Regions from separate parts of the Xenopus laevis genome. Here region 1 is linked to region 2. A link is a contact called in public Hi-C data. All regions are on one chromosome and are shown on one strand. The core of a region is the stretch at or near the end of the contact, and the rest is flanking DNA. Distances in the headings are between cores, read along the strand shown. Region 1 holds the start of sdc1.L (syndecan-3). Region 2 has its middle 28 kb from the start of laptm4a.L.

What was found. Hi-C and Micro-C count contacts between places; a contact is called where the count stands out from the background.
Region 1: a contact with region 2 is called in a Hi-C map of the XTC cell line, with 3 times the contacts expected there. The contact joins the promoter of sdc1.L here to the enhancer-like site in region 2. A contact is called at or near these places in 2 of 4 Hi-C or Micro-C datasets (the XL177 cell line and the XTC cell line).

What each region holds. Positions count from the first base shown.
Region 1 is chr5L:154,596,046-154,599,983 of Xenopus_laevis_v10.1, reverse strand. sdc1.L (syndecan-3) reads left to right here and starts at 2,618. Exons shown (of 5, transcript XM_018264044.2): 1 at 2,618-2,866. The coding sequence starts at 2,807.
Region 2 is chr5L:154,456,663-154,460,778 of Xenopus_laevis_v10.1, reverse strand. No RefSeq gene overlaps it. Among protein-coding and RNA genes, the nearest start is that of laptm4a.L, 28 kb to the right of the region's middle. Within about 2 kb of position 2,393, at least 2 of the 7 cell types and tissues checked have an H3K27ac peak or open chromatin away from gene starts, as enhancers often do.

The DNA of each region.
Region 1 (3,938 bases), core at 1,369-3,868, 140 kb before region 2:
ACCATTAAGTGTGGCACTTTGTAGGGTACGTGGATTTGCTGCCAGTGAGTCTGGCTGGGAGGGGGTTTACGGGCCGGGGCTGTTGATATTTAAATTGACCTGGAAGGCTGGAAGGAACTCAGGGCCCCGCTTGGAGATCCTGCCAAGGGGCTTTTGCTTTTGATGTGCGAATGGGGCTCCCTCTAATGTTTAATAGGTGTGAAATGATTGTTATCATTATAATTGGGTTGGATAAGATCAGCAGTGTGATATAGCCCTGACCCTGGTTACAAGCAGCACTTAGGGTCAGGGCACACGCTAATATATGGCGAGATTAGTCGCCCGGCTACAAATCTCCTCTTCTTCGGGGCGACTAATTTCCCCAAACTGCCTCCCGTTGGCAGTTATGTATCAAGCCTTCTGATTGGTTGTCCAAAACACTTCTCTGATTGGTGTTATCATTGGTTGTACAGAATATCCCTAGCCTATGAATAAAGCTGGCCATAGATGTTGAGATTTTTAAAAGATCAGATCCTGATCGTGACACCACGATCTTCTCAGAACGATCGTACGAATTTACCATCAACTAAAAAGACCAATTTGCCAGGAAAACAAAGGGGAGCTGCCTGCTTGGCCCTGCAAACATAGATAGATTGCATTGGGACCGACAAAGATTTTTTGACCTGGCCGATCAATTTCCTGACAGATGTCGGCCAAAAAATTGTAAGATGTACGATCGTTCGAATCCCACTAACCGCACGATAATTTCGAAGGATTGGTCGGGTTTCCCTAAAATCGGTCGTTCGGCAAGAGAAATCTTTGCTTCTATGGGGACCTTAAGTGCACACAAGGCACGAAACACGTAAGGCCACCCTCTGAGATGTTCCTTTTTGCGTAATAAAATAATTTTTATTTGCCTATTCTGGAGTGAAGTCCAGTTTTCTGTGCCAGCCTACAAGTGAATTGAAAATGGCTGTTAGGAGGCGGTTAGGTTCTTGTATGCGACAGTTAATTGTCAAAAGACAAAGAGATCAATCTTTCACTTGATGGATAAAGTGTTTCCTTGGACTTGATCTTCAAGCATCGGGATCGGATCATTATTTCACCGGTGACTTGGAGTCATTACACTCAGTAAATTGAATATAAAAGACATTGTGAAAGGTCTAATAGTTCTTGATGAGAGATGGGTTTACATTCTTGCAGGGCGACACCTCTGGATCAGATCACCCTCCCAATAGTCATCAAACACAAAGCCTCCATGTCGAACCATTTCTATATGACACATGCTGCAACTTGTACTTGAGTAATGCTGCACGCTGCTCCCCTGTTATTCATTCTTTATTCACTCAAAGGCTTCATTTCCCCTTTATTATTTAGCATTTCAGCACTGCTTTATCCTACATTTAAAATAACCAAGTTGGCCCCTTCATCTGTCAGAAAATGTGTATTCAGGGCCACCATCAGTAGTGATGAGCGAATTTATTCCCCAGCCATGGATTTACAACGACATTCTAAATTTTGAAACTGCAGTGAAAAGTTGCTGTGGCAAAAATTCGCCCAAGAAAAATGACCATAAGAAAAAAACGCCTATTGACTTTAATGTGATTTTTCGGCAAAAACTAAACAGGACAGATTCGCTCATCACTAACCAATATTGGAACTCAACCACCCTCCCACCAGGTATTAGCTCCTTGTTGACTTGGGGCCCCAATAAAAAAAGAATTCCCAGCACTAGAAATATCAGGTCATCTCCATCACCTATGAATCCCAGTATTGTGTCTCATGGGGCCCCTGGCTGGAGTACCGTCTGTACCCCCTAATTGTGCCCCTGTGGCGTGGGGGCTGGGGCTCTGGGTTGAGAGTGAGTTCGGGGTCCCTGTGGGGAGTGAGCTTGGGGTCCCAGTGGGGAGTGAGCTTGGGGTCCCAGTGGGGAGTGAACTTGGGGTCCCAGTGGGGAGTGAGCTTGGGGTCCCAGTGGGGAGTGAACTTAAGGTCCCAGTGGGGAGTGAGCTTGGGGTCCCAGTGGGGAGTGAACTTGGGGTCCCAGTGGGGAGTGAACTTAAGGTCCCAGTGGGGAGTCAGCTTGGGGTCCCAGTGGGGAGTGAACTTGGGGTCCCAGTGGGGAGTGAGATAGGGGTCCGAGTGGGGAGTGAGCTTGGGGTCCCAGTGGCGAGTGAACTTGGGGTCCCAGTGGGGAGTGAACTTGGGGTCCCAGTGGGGAGTGAACTTGGGGTCCCAGTGGGGAGTGAACTTGGGGTCCCAGTGGGGAGTGAGCTTGGGGTCCCAGTGGGGAGTGAACTTGGGGTCCCAGTGGGGAGTGAGCTTGGGGTCCCAGTGGGGAGTGAAAAGCTGGGAAGAGTCAGAAGGCGGCAAATAACTCAAAAACAATAAATGAGGACCAATTGAAAAGTTGCTTAGAAGGAGCCAATCTATAACATATTAGAAGTTATCCTGACAGTGATTAACCCCATTAATAGCAAGGATACAGCATTAGAATTCAGAGCCATACACTATTGTAGCGTTAGATGGGCGGGGCTACACTGGAGACACAAATCCCAGCATACACAGCGCGGCAGGTAAAGACACCAGGTGCTGCGCTTGTCTCTTGCAGTACCAGTGTAATGGCCTGTAGGTGGCGCGCTGGGGTCGCTGTTGGGCAGAGCGGGGTGGCGCTTGCCTAGAGGCTCCCCCTCCTTCCCAGGGCAGGATCGCACATCCCAAGGAGAGCGAGAAAGAAAGAGAGAGAGGAGTCATTCCATACGCGCTGCCGGGACACACACAGAGTGAGAGAGAGAGAGAGAGCGAGGGGACAGCGCACACTGATACGATGGACAAGTTACTGGCTGCCCTGTGCTTGCTGGGAATGTGCTGCTCGCTGGCTGTAACGGTGAGTCTATTCCCTTTAGCTGATACCTGACCCACAGCTGCGACTCGCGGGAAAGCTGCAGGGAGTTGTAGTGCTGCAACAGGTTGGACACCGCTTGGGACAGGCGAGACCATTACAGAGCTTAGGGGTCGGATAGTCGAGTCATATTGTGGTGGAACAGTTGTGGTGTCACTTGTAGGTGTTTTGTTTAACTCATCCCGCTTCTCCTGCCTCTAATCCTTTCACTTTCATACTACAGGGGTGCCCCCTACTTTTGTACAATGGGCTCCCCCAAACCAGCAGCTCCTTTCCTCTCTCTCCAGGTGTGGGCTGCTCTGCTTAAAGGGACGCTTCACCTTAACTATCAGTATGTTATAGAATGGCTAATTCGAAGCCACTTCTCAATTGGTCTTTATTTTTTATGGTTTTTGAATTATTTGCCTTTTTCTTCTTTTTTTCAGCTTTCAAATGGAGTCACTGACCCCATCTAAAAAAAACAAATGCTCTGTAAGGCTACAAATGTATATTTATTGCTACTTTTGTATTCTTCATCTTTCTATTCAGGCCTCTCCTATTCATATTCCAGTCTCTTATTCACATCAGTGCATGGTTGCTAGGAGAATTTGGACCCTAGCAACCAGATTTCGTAAATTGCAAACTGGAGAGCCGCTTAATAAAAATCTAAATAACTCAAAAGCCACAAATAAAAAAATGAAAACAAATTGCAAATGGTCTTAGAATATCACTCTCTACAAAAGTAAGTTTGAACATGAACCACCCCTTTAACCCTTTGTTCACCTGCAGCCTCATGGTGTATTAACTACTCCCAGCAGGGAAGTCATTAGTGATGAGTGAGAGCCTCACTTTTAACCTGTGCGCTGCTGATGTCGTGTTTAGCACTGTTTTCTCTTGGGCTTAACCACTTGTCGCCTCTTCACTGAGAGGGTTAACTTCAGGCAGCAGCAGCCAGTCTCATATTACCAGTTGCACTCACCAGGAAAATCATTAAGTGATCAGTCAATGCTGATTCTCCTGTGATTTAATTGACTTAAAGGGGTTGTTCACCTTTGAGTTAACTCTTAGTATCATGTAG
Region 2 (4,116 bases), core at 1,144-3,643:
TCTCCTATTCATATTCCAGTCTCTTATCCAATCAATGCATGGTTGCTAGGGGAATTTGTACCCTAGCTACCAGATTGCTGAAACTGCAAACTGGAGAGCTGCTGAATACAAAGCTAAATAACTTAAAATCCACAAATAATAAAAGAAGAAAACATTTTTTTTTTTTAGAATATCACTGCCTACTTTGTACTAAATAAATCTACTTTTCACAGTTCAAGTCCCTAAGTATGAATGCTGATGCCAAACCTCCAGCTTGTCTCGGTGATATTTATACTAATGACTAAAGAAGAGGTGGCAGGTAATGTTTAATTTGACAAATGATGCTCCTCCCCTGGATTCACAGCAACACATTTAATTTAATCACCATGGAAATTTGATTTGATTTATATTTTGGAATCTTGCGTTAATTATAATAATTAGGCAGGTCTGTTATACCGAGGTTCTCATGGTGATAATGGCCGGACTTGTGTCAAGTGTAATTGTACGTTATAAATATTAAAGGTGGCTCTCATTCATTTGTTCTGAAATTTACTTCTGCTAATAAAGACACAGCAGGGAGAATATCATTATGAGACCACTTCCTCCTTTACGAAACAATGTTTTGGAAAAAAAAAACATTCATGAAATTAAATGGGTAATTCATTTGAATAGTGATAATTGATTGATGTAGTAATGGGCGGATTTGTCCTGTTTCGCCACGGATTTCACGTATTTCCAGTGAAATTCGCAAAACTGGCGAACAATTCCCAAAACATCGATTTTGACTCGCCAGCTTCAAAATAGGCACCGGAGTCAAAGTAGACGTTGGCGCCCATTAAAGTCATTGGGCGTCCATTTATTGTCGCCGGCGTCTAAATGGGTGGCGGAACCGTCACTGGCGTCTAAAAGACTTCAGTAAGTCATTGGCCGGCGGCAAAACGAGCAAATTCACAGTGAATTTGCACCTGGCGAATAAATTATGCTCATCGCTATTTATGAGTATCCAGAATACACGCACCTGTTGGTAGAGCTGTAAATAGAGGTTACTGGGTCTCTCAAAAAATTATTTTAGTATCTCTCCCAAACTTTGTTGCTTAGACATCTTCACCAGTACTTATAAAAGCCAGTCACCGACTATGGGTAACTGCCCGTGACGTGTACAGGTATGGGATTCGTTATCCAGAAACCTGTTATCCATAAAGCTCTGAATTACAGGAATGCCATTTCCCATAGAGTCAATGTTAACCACATATTTCAGAATTTTAAAAATGATTTCCTTTTTGTCTGTAATTATAAAACAGTAACTTGTACTTGATCCCGATTAAGATATAATTAATCCTTATTTGGGGGCAAAACAATCCTGTTGGCTTTATTTAATATTTACATGATTTTTTAATAGAATAAGGGGCAGATTTATCAAGAGTCGAATTTCCAGTAATGGAAGTTTTTTTGAACTTCCATATCAACCAGCTTCCTGTTCCCCCAGCCTCTCCAAATAAGTCTGGCCTTGTGTAGGTTGTTGGGGTCGGCGCCTTTCCCAAGTAAGTTTTTTTTTAACTCCCATAACTTTGAAATTCGAATAAAAAAAAACCAATGTAAATTTATTTAAAAAATCGGGTGAATAGGCCGTGTTCTGGTGAATAGGCCATATTCGAATTGTTCGTATCGAAGTTTTAGCGCATTCGATTGAATTTGAAACGAAGTACACAAAAATAGCTCGAAATTCACATTTTTTTACTTCCAATTTTCACTTTGACCCTTGATAAATCTGCCCCATTAAGTATGAGATCCAAATTACGGAAAGATCCCTTAACCGGAAAACACCAGGTCCCAAGCATTCTGGATAACAGGTCTCATACCGGTAGTAGAGTATTGCTACAATTTTGTTACATTTTAGGCCATGAGAGGGCTCCCTAAGAGAAATGTACTGCTAGCTACTGTTACACCCACCTTCGGGTCCCCCAATTTCCCTCCTACACTCCACTTGTTTATCACACTTTCCAGTATCTCTTTTATTGTCCCTGCTATTATTTCTTCTTCTCCCTTCCTTCCCCCTAGTATATCATTTTCTTTTCCTTCTCTTATCTGTTCTGTTGTCCCCTTCTTCAGGGTCGGACTGGTGGGTGCAAGACCAAACAAGCACCCCTACACCCCTTCCTACAGAGGCCGCCGCCACCTGCCCTCCAGCTTTTTCAGATGAGTGTAAATTAAACCTTCCTTCAGAGAGTCAGGGGAGGGAGATCAGCAGCCTGGGGGATTGCCGTTGGGGATCGAGTCTGGGCCGACGGTGCCCACCAGGGCCAGGGCCCACAGGGTTTTTCCCTGGTGTCCCGCCGGCTGAGTCCGACCCTGTCCTTCTTTCTAGTCCTCCTTTCCTTTTGTGCCATACAGCTAGTCATCCAGTCCAGCTCTTTTGAACAATCTCAGCCCCCAGGCCTTAGGCCTTATACATGCATCATAAAGAGGCTTTGGCCACATTCAATTGTAAAAAGATTTAGGGAACAAAACACGCATGACAAAAGTCCCAGGGAGTGGCAAGTAAGGGCATTGATTGGCTATTTGGCTATAAGGACTGACAGCCTACAGGAGACTCTGTTTGGCAGTACAGCTGGTTTTTATACAACCAAAACTTGTCTCCAAGCCTGGAATTTAAAAATAAGCACCTGCTTTGAGGCCACTGGCAGCAACATCCAAGGTGTTTGGGAGCAAAATGTTGCTCATGAGCCACTGGTTGGAGATCACTTCTACTACTCAAATCAGCCAATAAACCAGGCCATGTTTGGCCACCTTAAAGGGATCCTGTCATCGGAAAACATGTTTTTTTCAAAACGCATCAGTTAATAGTGCTACTCCAGCAGAATTCTGCACTCAAATCCATTTCTCAAAAGAGCAAACAGATTTTTTTATATTTCATTTTGAAATCTGACACTGGGCCAGACATATTGTCAGTTTCCCAGCTGCCCCTGGTCATGTGACTTGTGCCTGCACTTTAGGAGAGAAATGCTTTCTGGCAGGCTGTTGATTTTCCTTCTCAATGTAACTGAAGGAGTCTCAGTGGGACATGGGTTTGTACTATTGAGTGTTGTTCTTAGATCTACCAGGCAGCTGTTACTTTGTGTTAGGGAGCTGTTATCTGGTTACCTTCCCATTGTTCTTTTGTTTGGCTGCTGGGGGGGGAGTGAGGGGGTGATATCACTCCAACTTGCAGTACAGCAGTAAAGAATGATTGAAGTTTATCAGAGCACAAGTCACATGACTTGGGGCAGCTGGGAAATTGACAATATGTCTAGCCCCATGTCGGATTTCAAAATCGAACATAAAAAAATCTGTTTGCTCTTTAGAGAAATGGATTTCAGTGCAGAATTCTGCTGGAGCAGCACTATTAACTGATTAATTTTGAAATTATTTTTTTTCCCCATGACAGTATCCCTTTAACTTCCACAAAGATCCTCCAGCAAAAGATACCATTTAATACTCTATTCTAGAACTCTTTCTTTTAGCAATTATTAATGGGGAGCTACTCTGTGTTTCTATCAGATATAAAAATATGAGAGACAGGTAAGTCTCAGGTAACACTTTGTAGTTGGGAGCAAAATTCAATTTTCAGATGAATTTTTTCCTAGTGATTTAGAGGGCTATCTATAAAGCGTTAAGTAAGAAAAATGGCCACAGTTGAAACACATTGCCTGTTTTTACAACCTCTTTAGATACAGACTAAAATGCTTCATTCTGTTATTGCTATTTTTTTCTCATATTTTTAAGAGCTTCAGCATCTTCTTCCAAATTAATTTCCACTGCAGTTTGTCAACAACTTACATCTGGCAAAGCCCCAATATTTTCTGGGTGAGGATGAAGATCTATTTGATAAGAAGACTTCATCGATGCTTTACTATATGACACTAATTTTATCATTTATCATGAAATCATGAGATTTCAGTAACTTTTTCTACTTGGAAGACCATTCCATTGCCACATTTGCAACTACTCTAAAATCCTGGTGACTTCAAAGGAATTGTTTCAAATCTTTATAAAGTGCCAATTCCAGCATGGGTGGCGCCTTATAACCAGGGCTCTTAATGTACGAATATTTATTTTGTCAGCTCTTTAGCAATTGTAACTAATGGAAATCCACACGGC